Linked DNA regions of Mus musculus: region 2 is linked to region 1. The links are chromatin contacts, called in public promoter capture Hi-C maps. All regions are on one chromosome and are shown on one strand. Each heading gives the region's core, a stretch centred on a gene start, on an enhancer-like site or on the middle of the called end of the contact. The rest is flanking DNA. Distances are from core to core; before and after follow the strand shown.

What was found. Promoter capture Hi-C pulls out the DNA fragments that hold promoters and counts their contacts.
Region 2: a contact with region 1 is called in a promoter capture Hi-C map of pre-B cells, with 4 times the contacts expected there. The contact joins the promoter of Cnot1 here to the promoter of Abce1 in region 1. A contact is called at or near these places in 4 of 39 promoter capture datasets (cranial neural crest, liver, pre-B cells and 1 more).

The regions. Positions count from the first base shown.
Region 1 is chr8:79,708,331-79,715,938 of GRCm38.p6, reverse strand. Abce1 (ATP-binding cassette, sub-family E (OABP), member 1) reads left to right here and starts at 4,199. Exons shown (of 18, transcript NM_015751.2): 1 at 4,199-4,396; 2 at 7,387-7,516. The coding sequence starts at 7,414. Anapc10 (anaphase promoting complex subunit 10) reads right to left here and starts at 4,176. Exons shown (of 5, transcript NM_001357234.1): 1 at 4,095-4,176; 2 at 2,660-2,786. The coding sequence starts at 2,774.
Region 2 is chr8:95,804,027-95,811,634 of GRCm38.p6, reverse strand. Cnot1 (CCR4-NOT transcription complex, subunit 1) reads left to right here and starts at 4,190. Exons shown (of 49, transcript NM_001372353.1): 1 at 4,190-4,302. 4930513N10Rik (RIKEN cDNA 4930513N10 gene) reads right to left here and starts at 4,805. Exons shown (of 4, transcript NR_015574.3): 1 at 2,455-4,805; 2 at 1,338-1,404.

The sequences.
Region 1 (7,608 bases), core at 2,950-5,449:
TAAGGGCACTAACTGCCTTTTCAGAGGACCAGGGTTCAAATTCCAGCACCCACATGGCAGCTTACAGCTGTTTGTAACTCCAAGGTCTGACACTCTCATGTAAAGATACATGCAGACAAAACACCAATGCTCATAAAATAATTTGGAAGACCAAGAACCTGAGACTAGATAGCCTAGGGACTGAGGGTAAAACCAAAATTTTACTGCTCTAAAAAAGAAAAAGAAATTTAGTGATAAAAAGACTCTTAAAGACATTCTTCGTTTGTGACCTAAAGAGGAACCAGAGTAGTTACTTAGAACTATAGATAGCTGAGTTACACCCATACACAAGTATTTACAATGGCCTAGGGGGAAGGTGGACTATACAATAGACTAGAGTAAGAACTATGGCAAGGGCACGAAGCCCTTGCCCCTGGCTTCTAAGATTAAGTGGGCCTTAGGTGGGGCTATTTTTGATCCCAGTTGTTAACATTGAATTTTATCCCAGTTGGTTCCTGCTAGTCCTTCCGTGTTTGCATTCCTCTGATTTATGTAAGAATCCAGTAACCTCATTGTCACCTAACTTCCCTCTTCCCTATTTTCTTCTGTATAAAAAGTTTGATGCTCTATTTGACAAATTACATCAGATCCACAAAAAAAAAAAAAAAAAGACATTCTTCTATACTCATAGATCAGTGCCTTGCCCAACCATCATCATAGAAGCTTCCTCCTGAAGCAAATGAGAACAAACATAGAGACCCATAGCCAGATTGTATGCAGAGAATGACAGACCTTGGAACATTCAGCCCTAAATGGGATATCTCCATTAAATCTCTCCCCTAGGAGCCCAGGGAGCTCCATGAAAGAAGAGGCAGAACGAGTTAAGAGCCAGAGGGTATGGAGGACATCAAAAACACCAGGCCCCTCTAAATCAACATAAGCACAGCTCCTATGAGCTAAGACTAAAGCAGTGCACACAACACCTGCACAGGCCTGCATCAGGTCCTCTGTGCTTGTACTATGGCTTGCAGTTTAGTGTTTGTATGGCACTCCTAAGTATGTGAACAAGTGGATCTCTGATTCTTGGGCCTTCTTATGGGTTCTTTTCCTTCTATTGGCTTGGCTTGTCCAATTTCAATATAACAGTTTTTGCTTTATCTTAGTATATTTTGTTATAGATTTCTTTCTTTCTTTTTCTTTCTTTTTTTTTTTTTTGTTTGTTTGTTTGTTTGGTTGGTTTTTTCGAGACAGGTTTCTCTGTATAGCCCTGGCTGTTCTGGAACTCACTTTGTAGACCAGGCTGGCCTTGAACTCAGAAATCCCCCTGCCTTCCAAGTGCTGGGATTAAAGGCATGCGCCACCACTGCCCGGCTGTTATGGATTTCTTAAACAAACAAAAAAAATGAATGAGTAAATGAAAATCTAGCCACTAGGTAAAGTTAACAACTGAACTGTCACGTATACCTACTAGGAGGTGAAATCGGTTTTCTCCAATAGAGCCACACTGAGTATATCAACCACTCCAGGATAGGCCTCATGTTTAATTGGTTACAATTTGCAAGAGTAGGAGTGTGTGTGAGCTTGCATTCATGAGTGCGTGCTTGTGTGTGTATGATTTTATTTTAGGTTTTTGGTTTTGAGAAGGTTTTGTTGTATAGTTTTTTTGTTTATTTTGAGAAAGAAGTTGGATGGGAACTGGGGGAGAGGAAAGGTTAGGAATTGGGAGAAGGGAAGAATATGATCAAAATATATTAAAATTTAAACAATTTTTTAAATAATAAAAAAAAACTTTGCAAAGTTAACTGGGGCAGTGGAGGTGGGGGGCAGCTTAGCCTTTGCTAAGGCTGCTGTAAAGACTGGATGACCTAATATAGCTAGAATGGTACTTTGGCCAAAGGCAGCGTCACACCTGCCTGCTGCTACTGTGACCCTGTTGTCATCAGGACTCTACAATGGTAGCATTTCACACAGTCTGAATGTTTATAGGCTTAAGTACAGTTTGCTTTTCAGGTTCTCCTACATTGTACTCATGTGTTTCTCATGTTTGAGGTCTCAAAATTTGCCATTTTAATATTTCAGTTGCTGCTTTGAAATTAATTTTACACTAATCTTTTTAAAATTATTACAAAAAAATGCCTATCAAATTATAGGTTAGGTAAATGGGAAAAAACTACACATATAACCTACCATGACACATCCTAGCAAAAGACATAGACTCCAAGAAAACTCTTAGATGCTTCCAGAAAGGACAGCAAGCACCAAATGTGTATTAAATAACAACTACATAATACCAGAGATGGGAGAGGATCTTATGAAAAAGTTAAATCTAATACTAAATACTAGACATCTTATTGATATTAGTAATGTAGCTGGATAAAAATATGCAATAAATGAAAACTCAGTTCATTAAAATTGAAGTATCTGCACAAAAAGTACATTAAAGGTAGTCTAGTGCAGAAGAAAACTCTAAGTAGGCTATCCTTTAATCCCGGCACTCGAGAGGCAGAGGTTCTGAATTTAAGGCCAACCTGGTATACAGAGCAAGTTCCAGGATAGCCAGGGCTACACAGAGAAACCATGTCTCAGAGAAGAGAAGAGAAGAGAAGAGAAGAGAAGAGAAGAGAAGAGAAGATTGATTGTAAATAATGATTATCATAGTCTGGGGTTTTGTTTTGCTTACCTGGTTTGCAGGAAGAGAGTGACCAAACAGCCTGAGACCCAATTTCCCTGACTGTTGCTGTCCTCTCCAACTGCTTAGGATCAGCACCAGGAGGTGTCTTGTTCGGTGTGGTCATTTTTAAATTATTCTATAGAGAGACAAGCAATATACATTCTACCATGCCATGACAATCCTTCTGCAAAAATATAAAAACAGAATTTCAGTGCCCAGCGTTGTGGCACATATCTGTAATCCTAGTACTCAGGGAGGCAAAGGCTGCAGAAGCACAAGAATCTGAGTTCCAGGTCAACCTGGTCGACCACAGTGAGCTCCAGGACTACACAGAGATACCTGTTTGGTTTCAGACCCGGGACCAGGGAATGAGATGCATATTTTAAATACCAAAGCAGGACCTGGCTTCCAGGTTCTCCCAGCATCCCTCAGTCCCTATCTGGATATCCTGCCTGGAACCTTGAACTTTCCAGCCCAAGGGCTGGGCTGCCCTTCCCCCAGAGGTTTCTCCCTATATAAACCAGACGTTTTGGTCTCTCTTCCTGTTTTCCACTTCTTTCTCTGCGTGCACTCAACCCCTTCTCTCTTTCCTACCCCCCCCCCCCCCCCCCGCTTCCCCATGGAGATTTCCCTGGCCTTCGTCCTTGGGGCTAGTGAACTCGCCCATCTAAGATCAGCTTCCCAATAAACCTGCATTTAATATACTCTAATCTGGCTTAAACTGGCTAATTTCACTGACGGCAAAGAAATAAGCTATCAATACTCTGTCTACAGAAATATATCAAAAAAAAAAAATAAAGTAAAATTTCAATGGCAAAATAATCACTCATATTTCCTTCATCCTCCTTACCTTTTGTTAATCCTAGTAAATCTATGAAAAGTATGAAAAAAAAACTTCTTGGAGAGTGAAAACCATGTTAAATTGTTTCGGTGACTTTTATGGCTACTTTACACTATTGTAAATTATACTTATAATAAATTCCATAAAGTTCTGCTACAAGGCTAACATAACTATAGACCACCACCTTGACACGTCCCTTTGGATTCCAAACTATCCTTATAACCACCGCACAAACAATAATAATTTATAATTTACATAATCACAGAGACATACATTCCGTTAAAACATGAATACCATGCCATTGGAGATGTAGGGGGAGAGGGGCGGCCCATCTCGACACGGGAACAAAATTCAAAGAACAGCCAAGTAGATGAGACAAAACGCTAGGGAAGAAATGGGTTCCTGGCCTTAAACAGTAATACTGAAGGAGCTGAGAATTAGACTTGGGATCCTGCCTACCACCTCCGTCTTACCGGATTAGCAAGGCCCACAAAGCCTGAGGAGACAGCAAGCCTAACGCCGCCGAGACTAGGGAGAAGGGCTCTACCTGCGCCCGCTAGCACACAGTTCTCTAAACCGAGGGAGAGCCGCTGTCTTACACACCTGATTCGCCACAATTCCGGTTCTCAGGCCCCCGCCACTCCCACTGCGGCTCGACGATTCTAGGCTCCCTCAGTTCATTGGCGTCGCGGCGCAATGACGTCACCAACGTCATCACTCCCTCCAGGGCGCCGACTCTGCGCTCTGTCGCGCACGCGCACTATGCCCTCATGCCTTGCGCGAGGCGGCGGCTGTGCACCGCCATCTTTGCCGGTGGCGGTAAGAACACGCTGTGTGCTAAGACCTGACGGCTAGCGCTGCTTTGGCTACTGCACGCCCCGCTGTAAGGGGCCCGCTGTCTCCAGGTACGAGAATTCGCGGGAGAGGTTTGGTGTTAGGCGGCCGGCTGCCACCTTGGGAAGACTCTTAGGGACACAGTCGGAACGCCTGTAAGTTAGGCCTCAGTAGCGGAGACCGTAGCGCGTGGCAACCGGCTCCAGCTGCACATCTGGGACGCCGGAGCGTTCCGCGCGCGTCCGTTCGGCCATCCCGGCCTCAGGGCGTCTGTATTCCAGACACGGCCCGCTGCCACGAGAACGGTCGCAGATGCCATAGCCTCTGCTCGCCACCCTCCACTGCCCCTTCCCCCCACCCCCGCTCCCACCCTCAAGCTAACCCTTCTGTGGAGGACGCTCCGCACCCAGCAGATCCCCCAAGCTTCCCCTCACAGTCAGACGGCTATGTTGGCATTTGGTTGTAAGAAGTAATCCTTTTTTTTTTTTTTTAATAATTGTGGACTGACTCATAGCATCTTGCCGCCATGAAGTCCAGTGCTCCTAGTCCAGTCCCAGACTTTATGGAAATGATAGGCAAACGTTCTATCTTTCTCATAGAGCGACGTGTTCTCAGTTGGGACTGCGGTTAGTAGACCAAGTGAGTTTCCGAGTTGAGTGCCTGTCTTTAGGACTTCCGAGAAGCACTTTGTAGCACCCTGTCCTCTTCCCATTAGTGACTTAATCTCTTGTTTATTACCTCTTCGGCTTCTTGACATCAGGGATGCTGTCTTCAAAATGCCTTTAAATATCCTTTCTAGGCTTAATACATTGTAGGTATTTAGTATGTGTTGCAAATAAATGATGGTCAAAGGTGAATTTCTGAACCTCAAGAGCTACATAAGTATTTTCTCTATTTTGATGGTAAAAATGGTAACTAAGGAATAGCTGTCAAAAAGCTTTTATTGCTTTGCCCTTTCTTCCAAGGGACTACAAACTACGGAGTTAGAGTAACATTTGTATTGTAGCCTATGGTCCTGTATGCTGAAAGTAGTCACCCTGTGTCTGTCAGTTGATAATGTATTCACTATAATCAAAAAGCTTAAATATTTTTGAACCAAAATGTATTTAAGGTTTTATCTTTTCATAGCACTGCTTAGCTCACCTCTATAAATGAAACAACAAAGACAAAAATATGTTTCAGAAAAACATTCTAAGTGTTTTCAGATCTTTTTGTATTCCTAAAAGTTTTTCCTGTAATAATTCCTCTTCAGGTGTCTTTCTATTGGAAAGAAGGGAACTAACTCCATTTCCATAATTCTTGGAAATCGGGAGGTTGCACAAATTATGTTTACCTATGTAACCGTTATCCAAAGAATCTATATTTCTTTTTCTTAAATGTAAAATAATTTATTTTATTATTTAAATCAATTTAATTAGCCACCTCTAGTATATTTCTGTTCCCTATAAATATTACTTATTATAGGCTCTTATCATAGTGAAAGATTTATTCTCTGAAAATACTTTCATTTACTGGGTACTTTGTAGAAAAGCATTTTTTATTTGTATTGGAATGCATGGTTTATTAGTTTGTTTGCTAAAATAGTCAATTTCTTTGACGAGTACATGGTTGGTTTGGGGTTTTAAGTAAGCTTTAGAGGTAAAGTAAAATCATTTAATTTCTAAGTTAAACTTAGGAGACCTGTATCAGTTTTTAAAGAAATGACTTTGTCAGCACAACAGTTAAGGTTTTAGTTTTTGTTGATTTGGTTTGTTTTTCATTACTATAGCTTTGCTCACCTCTACCAAAACAAAGTAGAGCATTTACCAGTTTGAAATGAAGTAGTCTGGTAGTCTGTAAATGATGGAAACCTTGAGGTCTAAGAGTGTTCTTAGGGAGGAAGAGGAAATAGTGTAGGACAACAGTGAGGAGCAAGATTGCTTCTGTCCCTCCAAGTCTAATCATACGAATGGCTAAGTAAGTTGTGGGTCACAGATAAAGTCAGCATAGTATCTTTGCCGATGGATAGTGTTGGCTTTTGGCTTTTTCTTCAGATTTAGAGATAAACTAGACTATGAAGGCACTGTTAGAACTTAATCCCTTTAGTCACATGAGGGAGTTAATGTAAATACACTAAACCAAATATTATAAAGATTGTAAATTTGATCTGATCTTAATTCTCTATAGGCGTTATATAGAAAAGTCTTTAAGACATAGTAAGTATGTATACAACATTGCTACTACATAAAAACCTGGGCTGTAGCATGATGCTCATAACTCTAATAAGCATTTCCCACTTTCCATCAGTAGTAGTCATTATAGTCGGTTGGATAAGAAAATAAGTTCATGGCTGGGCAGTGGCGGTGCACGCCTTTAATCCCAGCACTTGGGAGGCTGAGGCAGGCAGATTTCTGAGTTCAAGGCCAGCCTGGTCTACAAAGTGAGTTCCAGGACAGCCAAGGCTACACAGAGAAACCCTGTCTCGGAAAGATAAAAGAAAATGAATTCATGATTTTGGTGTGGGTGTGTTCATATATAATTTGGTTTATAGATTTATATTCATACAATGGTATCAGTATTAATCATTGAGGCCTCATATAATTTTTTAATCTGTCATGTATTTTCCATTCTTGCTGTTTTAATATTCCTGATTATTTTTTCCAAAAAGAGCTTTGGTATATATAGTTTATTTTTACCCAAGAGATTTAATTGTTTATATAAATTACAGAGAATTAAATTTCTTTGATATTAACTTTTTATTATAAAAACTGAGATAACATACGTTATTTGATTAGGTCTTTTGTGACTTAGTGTTTTTGAGGTTTTTTTTTTTTCTGTGTATACATTAAGTATCTTTCTAGGAATTTTTTGTGGTATTTTAAGTGGCACCTGTTTTATAATCTAACTTCGCTGTGTAAAATTTTGTTTTCCAAACTAAATAGATTATTTTTCTGTTTCTAATTTTTCTTTAATTTTCCAAATGAACATAGGAACTCCATATGATGTGTCCTCCTTTTATACCCATAAATTATTTCTCAATATTACAGAATTTGCTATAATTTTGTTTGTTTTTCTTTAATAGAAGAACTGGATATTCTTTGTTACAATTATGGCAGACAAATTAACAAGAATTGCTATTGTCAACCACGACAAATGCAAACCTAAGAAATGTCGACAGGAGTGCAAAAAGAGTTGCCCTGTGGTTCGGATGGGTAAGTGGCTCTGTCGGCATCCAAGAGTAGAAAGCAGCTGTAGAAGAGCAGATGGGTTTGGAAGCTTCCTAGGGGCTTAGCAGATACTGTGA
Region 2 (7,608 bases), core at 2,941-5,440, about 16 Mb before region 1:
CTCACTTAGCTCTGTCTGTTGGCCCCTCATACCACAGAAACAGCTTTCTCCCAGGTCACTGTGACAGCCCACACACCTTGTCCATTCCCCCCCTTGCTTGACTGCTCACAAAGAAGGCAGCCCTCCAAATGCTCAGCTTCCAGATGCCCCTACCCTAAAGTTAGGCCGCTCCTCTCCCAGCTGGAGCCTAGAGTTCAGGGGCAGCTTTTTCTGGTTGTGGTTCATTTCTTTGCCACCTTCCCCAATGTGGCAGCTCCCTTAGCCAATGGTAATGCTGTCCCCAGTTTCCAAAGTCTCTTGGAGTTTCAGGTTAATGGGGACTATTGGGCATCTTTACTCGGAGGAATCATGTGTTCCTTCCACAGCCCCTGGGGTTTTAAAAGCGAGCCACACAAAACTTGTGCTTTAATTCTTTGTCATTGATCAGAATTGGATTTTGGCCAGGAGGTTAACTTCTTTACCTTTCCATTTATTGCTGGCACATGAGAAAGGGATATCAGGAGTTCACGGCCAGCCTCTGTTAAAAAGTAAGGCCGCCCTGGACTACATTAGACTGTATTTAAACAAACAAACAAACAAACAAACAAACAAACAACCAGGACCCAGTGCTCAGCAGGTAAGAGCACTTGCTGCTCCCAAGAGACCTGGGTAACAAGCACCCACACAGAGTAACTCCAGTTCTGGGTTGAGGTACCTGACACCTTCTTCTGGTACCCACAAGAGCTCTCTTCTGGCTCTTTGAGCACCAGGCATGCAATGGTACATATCCAAACACACAGGCACAACACTCACAATCATAAAATTAAGTCTTTAAAACATGAAAGAGTTCGGGGATTTTGCTCGGTGGTAGAGCATAGGACTAAGAAGCAAGGCAATGGATTCAGTCCTCAGCTCAACAAACAAACAAACAAACAACCTGGCAAACCAAAATTAAATTTAGCTTGTTATTGCTGGCATACAAAACAAGAGCTCTACTACAAGCCTCAGTTTTATGATCCAGAAAAAACAGTGACTAACTCAGCCCCTACCTCACTGGGACATAAAGTGTGGATGAGATTACATAGTATTTTTAGAACAAGTTGGCTGATTAAAAACAAAGACAGGGCCGTGTTGGAACTCAGTGCTACAGATCTTGGCTAGCAAGTATACCCTCTATCTCTGTGCCTAGATTCCGGGCACTTGAGAAGCTGAGGTAGAGCTGAGAATTTGAGTTCCACCCAGGCAACACAGCAGAGCTATGCAAGAAGCAAACAAAAGAACAAATAAATGGGCCAGGGCACTTGACTAGCACTAGAGGCTCTGTGCTGACTCCCCTCTGGGGAGGGGAAGTAACTCACCCAGCGTAACTCAGGAAGCTAGTGATATAGTCCAGGTAGGAAGTGGGTTTCTGGTTGTTTCAGAGGGCTTAAAAAAAAAAAAACCAACACAATATTGCAGTTACTTCTTTGAGAATACCATACATGTATTTAATGTATTTTTATCATATTTATCCCACCTCTTAGGCCCCTGCCCAGATGTTAGCCTGTGTGTGTCATTGTTGTCCCCTCTGTCTGTCTGTCTCTCCCCTCTACCACCTTTGAGATAGGGTCTCACTATGTAGCTCTGGATGTCCTGGAACCAGGCTGGTTGAACTCACAGAGATCTGACTGCTTCTGCTTAAATGTCTTAAATGTGAGTGCTGAGCTCAGGTCATGAGGTATGAGACACTCTGTCTGCCTGCTTTTTTCTTTCTTTTTTTTTTTTTTTGAGACCAATTTGATCTGCCTGCGTACTCACGGATGAGGGGGCATTCACTGGAGCACAGTGAACTTATAAAACTCTCTATATACGCCAGGAGCCATCAACTGTCAGCAGTTAAGAGCACTGACTGCTTTTCTAGGGGTCCTGAGTTCAAGTCCCAGCAACCACATGTTAGCTTACAACCATCTGTAATGGGATTGGGTGCACCTTTTCTGGTGTGTCTGAAGACAGCTACACTTCCATATACATAAAATAAATAAACCTTTTAAATTTTTAAGAAATTTTTTTTTTTTTTTTTTACTTTTAACACCAAGTTCTTCTGTTGTATTTTACTTTAGCCCCGGGATATTTTGTGAAAGTCGGACAGGGAGGGTGGGAAGAAGGCTGAGAATCAGCCAGGTGAGCTCGTCTGCTCGTTAGGACATCCTGTTCTTAAGGATGTTTGAAAGCAAACATTCGTAATTGCTGAGTTAGAAGGTGACCCTTCTAGATCCTTTATGAAGGTCTTCTCAGCCATTTTAGGAAAGACAAGAACCACCCAGCCTAGATACACAGTCAAAGGACTTTGACCTTTAGGGCATTGTGAAAATCCTGGCTCAGTTTTTATGGCTGTCAGATTTTAGTAGTGATGTATAACCTCCGAGGAGAGATGGGCAGTGAGCTTAAGAATCTCCTCTAGGAGGCCCCGTTTATATCAGCTTTATTTCAGCTTACCTTCAGTTTGGGGGCAATTGAAGCTTGAACTAAACTGGTTGTAGAATTACAGAATTGATCTTGGGTAGTTGACTTGTATGTCCCCCTCCCCCTTCTCCAGAACAGTCTCAGTTCATCTTTGTCTCTCTTCTTCTTTAACAACAAAAGAAAACAAAACCCACAAAACGAAACAACCCCCATATTGCTAAATTGCACAAATAAAACATTGATAAAAAAAGTTCAAGATGGGGGCTGGAGAGGAGCTGTTTTTGCAGAGGTGCAGGGGTGGGTTTCCAGCACTCATAGAGCAGCTTACAACTTTACTGCTGAGACTCTCATCTCAGTCCCGGGGCATCCAATGCCTTCCTGGGTACCAGGTCCACACTCTCTAGGTGAACATATATATAGGCAAGCACTCAGACACTTTTTTTTTTTCATCTAGGGGTTGGAAAGATGGCACAGAGATTACAAGAGCTGGCTGCTTTTCCAGAGGACCCACCCAGTGGCTCACAACCGTTCACTTCCAGAGGGACGGGCATCCTCTTCTGACCTCTGAGGACATTGTACATGCATGGTGCATAGATTTACATGCAAGCAAACGCCTGTACACGTAAAATAAGTAATAAAAGTCTTTAACACATCTCTTTAAAGTTCAAATAGTACTGGTATGAGAGGTTACGTCTATTATCATCTCAGTATTTTGGAAGATTGCAAGGAGCTCAAGGTCAATTTATGCTTCTTAGTATGTTTCAGGCCAGCCTGGACTACAGTTGGGTTAACTGAAAGAGACCTTGTTTCAAAACTCAAACAAAAAGTCTAAAAGATAGGAGGACACAGTGGATAACGTAGCCTTTTATCCAAGAAGCAAAAGGCATTGGCATCCTTGAGAATAGCCAAGAGCAGGAGGAGAACTTCTGTTTCTATATCTCTGCAAAGCGTCCCTGCTTCAAAAGACAAATGGAAAACAAACTTTAAAAGAGCCAGGATTAGGTGGGCATCTGGGAGACTACATTCTCCAGCATGCATTGCTGCTCTAGGGCGCAGACAGTGATGGAAGAGACCACGTTACTTTTGCGACAGGAATAGGCGGGGCGTGCGACTACATAACCCAGGATGCAAAGGACCTCAACTTTGCCCCGCGTCTGACGCCTTCTGATGACTGGTGCTCCTTGCTAAAGAGATCCGAGGGGTGGACAATGCTTCCGCTGGGAACCCGCACAGCCTCTCGGACCGTGACATTTCGAAAGACGAAGGAAAGTAGACGAGCATCACCCTGTCTCTAAGTTAGAGTAGTTTGTGCGCAGGGTGGCAATGCATTAACGAGCTCCCTTCCGTATTTTTTTGTTTCCCGGAGGCAATGACCAGCCAGTCCCCATAGGTCGAACACCTCGAAGGCTTATGTCTTCGAGTCCCAAATCGAAGTTCCCAACGTCTAACCATTGGCTTACACCCGGGTGCGCAGGCGCCCAGACTCGGACCCAGTCCCAGGGCTGATGAGCGGCAATTGGCCTGAGCCCCGCAAACTAGGAGTCTGGATTGGTGGTTGCTAGCAGGAGCCTGGTTTCTTCCTCGACTTCTGCGAGTGATTAGTGTGTGATTGGTTTAAATCCGCGGGTACCCATCGGCGATTGGACCGCCGTTGCGGTCAGCGCGCGGCCATTGGCTGGGCGCTAGGGCCATCCCTCCGCCAAAGCGGGCAGCGAATGGTGAAATGGGAACTGGGAGGGGAAAGGCCGCGACGTGAGCGCGCGACCTCGGGCGCCATTTTGTCGAGAAAACAAGCGGAGTTAACCGAAGAGGGGGGTCGAGGAGAGCCGGAGTCGAGGACCCAGGAGTTTCCTGTGTCCAGCGCTGCGGGAGCCGACTGAGGTGAGGCGGGCTGGGGCTGCGGTTGGAGGTGGCGGAGGCTGGGAGTGTCAAGCTCGGGACGCGGGTCCGGGTGGGAGCGGTACCGGGGGTGGGGTGGACTGGGGACCCTGGAAGCCTTTTCCCGGGGCGTCGGGACTCGGGCAGGCGAGCCGGAGACGTGGAGCCAAGGCGGGAGGGGACGGACTCGGCCCGCTCGCGGCGGCTTTGCTCTCTTGGAGAAGGGAGACCGGGGGCTCACGTTCCTGGATTCGGAGCGCCCGGGCGCGGGTGAGCAGCTCCGGAGCGGCTCGGCCTGGAGGCCTTGCCTGGAGGCTTCGAGGATGGCGGCGGCGGAGGTGGCAGTTCGGATCCCAGGGCCTCGGCTCGCCGCGCGCGCAGGGCTGCAGCCTCCTCGGAGCGCACGAGCTCCTCAACTGTCCCTTTCCTCCCGGGCTCCCGGATGGGGGGCTATGGGCGCGGGCGCCCGCGGCCTACCTAGGTTCCTCGCTGGGCGGGCGGGCCAGGGGGCGGGTTTGGAGTTGCTGCCGATTCGTAGCGCTTTCCGGGGACTCCCTCCCCTCCTGCGCCCCCCAGCACGTTGTCAAGCCCCTCGCTTTTGGCTGCTTGGCGGTGGGAGGGGCGGGCGGGCGGGAGTGAGCACTTCCGTGTTACCCTTCTCGCTACAGGTTTTTTGTTCCACTCGCGCGCCCCGGCGCTCGCACTTTCTAACAAGTCGATAGCCCCCCAACTTAAGTCACCTAGGTCCCTGTGCGGTTGGTAGTGTTGGTTCTGCCTGTCCCAACGCCCCCAACCCTCCAACCGGCAACTACCGGCAGATGCCCACCAGTGAGCAGAATGCTTGTGGGTCTTGATTTGGTGCAGATCTTGGAGAGATCTTAGGTTAAGCCTAAGGCTAATAAGCAAACACATTTGGCCATGCCACCAGGTCCGGGAGGGAGCTCACCCACCTGTGCTCACAGACATTACTTGCAGGAGGAGTGCTTTGTAGGTTTTGAAAAGAAGTGCTTTTCAAAGTGTTGTATGGAAAATTAAGCTTCATGAGAGGTAAACGTTCCCCAGAAGTCACCTCGACAAATATTACAGTCCCACCTTCCGTGGACATTTAATCCAGGCAGGCCTTGTATCAGTGAGCTCTAGCCCCAGATGTCGAGTTTCTTTGGGGCCTATATACTTCTTTTTCCTCTCTATTCAAAACCGAGTAACAGTACTTGAGTTTTCCGGTTTTGTTGCAGTTCGGTCCCTTGTGATTACAATGGAGAGGGGGGGGAACCCAACAACAATCAGCCAATAATTGAGTGGGTGTACTGCTTATTAGAGAAAATACCAGCATTTCCCTCCTGACCTCTCTTTGGAAAAGTAGTATACATGTGTGAAAATGGTGGAGGTAGAAATGGGACCTGTTTTCAGTGCTGTGTGAGGACATTACAGATGGTTGTCCCATGGCAGGAAGACCTGATGATAGCAAGCAGGGCCTTGGCCTGAATGGCAGGCAGGATGTTAGTAAAGGTTCTTTTTGCAGGCAGAGGGTCTGACTTGGGAATTTGGTTCTTTTTCACCTGGTCCTGGCTGTTTGTTTAGTGGAAGCAAGTCTAGAATCGAGGCACACACATACACACACACAAATCTGACCTTTAGCCGGGTGTGGTGACACTGGCTGCTTGTAATCCCAGCAGTACAGAATGGGGCATGAAGCTCATTGTGATTTCTTTACAGCCTGGGCTACATGTGAAAGCCTTGTCTCAGCAACAAAAACAGTGGGAAAAAACAAAGGCTGAGTGGGGAGGATCCTAGTCACTAATACCTGAAAGTATTTTTTTAAACCCAAGATTAAAATTTGTTGAATAACACACACACACACACACACACACACACACACACACGAGTGAGTGAGTTTAGCATTCTTGTGCCATAGCTCATGCGAGGAGAGGTCTAAGAATATGAGGAGTCAGTATTTTGACGCTTAGTGAAATGTAAAGGATGGATCTCAGGTCCTCATGCTTGTGTGACAAATGCTCTTACCTTTTGAGCCATCTTGAGGCCCTTAACAATTATAGTCTTAGAAGTTGGCTTTATATTCTTGGTGACTTTATTTTATTATTTGTGTGTGTGTTGTTCATATGTATGAGTACCGTGTGTTGAAGAGTTCAGCAGAGGGAGTTGGGTTCTGTGGAAGTGGGATTATGGTTGGGTTGGCTTGTAGTTAGGGTAGCCTCAAGTTCAGAGTCCTGTCTCAGATCACTAAGTGACAGTAGGGCAGTGTTAGATTGTAGATACTTATAGACTCTTCACCACATAACCCTGTTCTGTCTCTTTAAAGCACATTTATCGTGTGTGAGTGGATTTATGTTGGTATGGTGAGTACATCCCACAGTACTCATCAAGGGTAGAGGACAACTTTGAAGAGTGGGTTCTCTCCTACTGTTTTGGTCCCAAGCATAGACCGCAGGCAGTCAGACTCGGTGGCAGGTGCCTCTACCTACTAGTGCACTGCACTTGTCCCCATTTGATGCTTCTTGAATTAACCAAAATAGTATTTGCCCTTTTGAAATGGCGTGTTTGCTGACACACACACACACTCTGTATGTGTTGTTGGGGCTGAACACAAGACCTTAACATTTGAGGCAAATGCTCTCTACCCCTGAGCTGTGTGTTTTGCTCCTTGTTGGCACTCTCCCCACCCCAAGTACTCATTGTGAAGCACAAGCTAATCTTGGACTTGTCCTGCTGCCCCGCTTCCCAAATGTGGCCATCACTTTTTTTTTTTTAAAGATTTTATTTTATTTATGATATGTAAGTACACTGTAGCTGTCTTCAGCTGCACCAGAAGAGGGCATCAGATCTCATTACAGGTAGTTGTGAACCACCATGTGGTTGCTGGGATTTGAACTCAGGACCTTTGGAAGAGCAGTCAGTGCTCTTAACCTCTGAGCCATCTCCAGCCCCAGTGGCCATCACTTCTGTTTTGGGTCTATTTATTACTTACTTGTTTTGATTGATTGATTGATTGATTGATTGATTTATAGGCAGAATTTCTCTGTGTAGACCTTGCTGTCCTGGAACTGGCTCAGTTTGTATACCAGGCAGGCCTTGAACTTAGAGATCCTCCTGCTTCTTCCCCCAAAGCTCTGGGATTAAAGGTTTGCCGCCACCTGGCATGTTTTGGTATATTTTTAATAAAAGATATATGTGTATATAAGTATGCCTTCTTGCCTTAATCACCAAATCCTAAGAAGAAAAAAAGATAAAGAATTAACTTAAACGATGGGGCCTAGTGACTCAGGCCTATAGCTCCAGCACTGAGGCTCA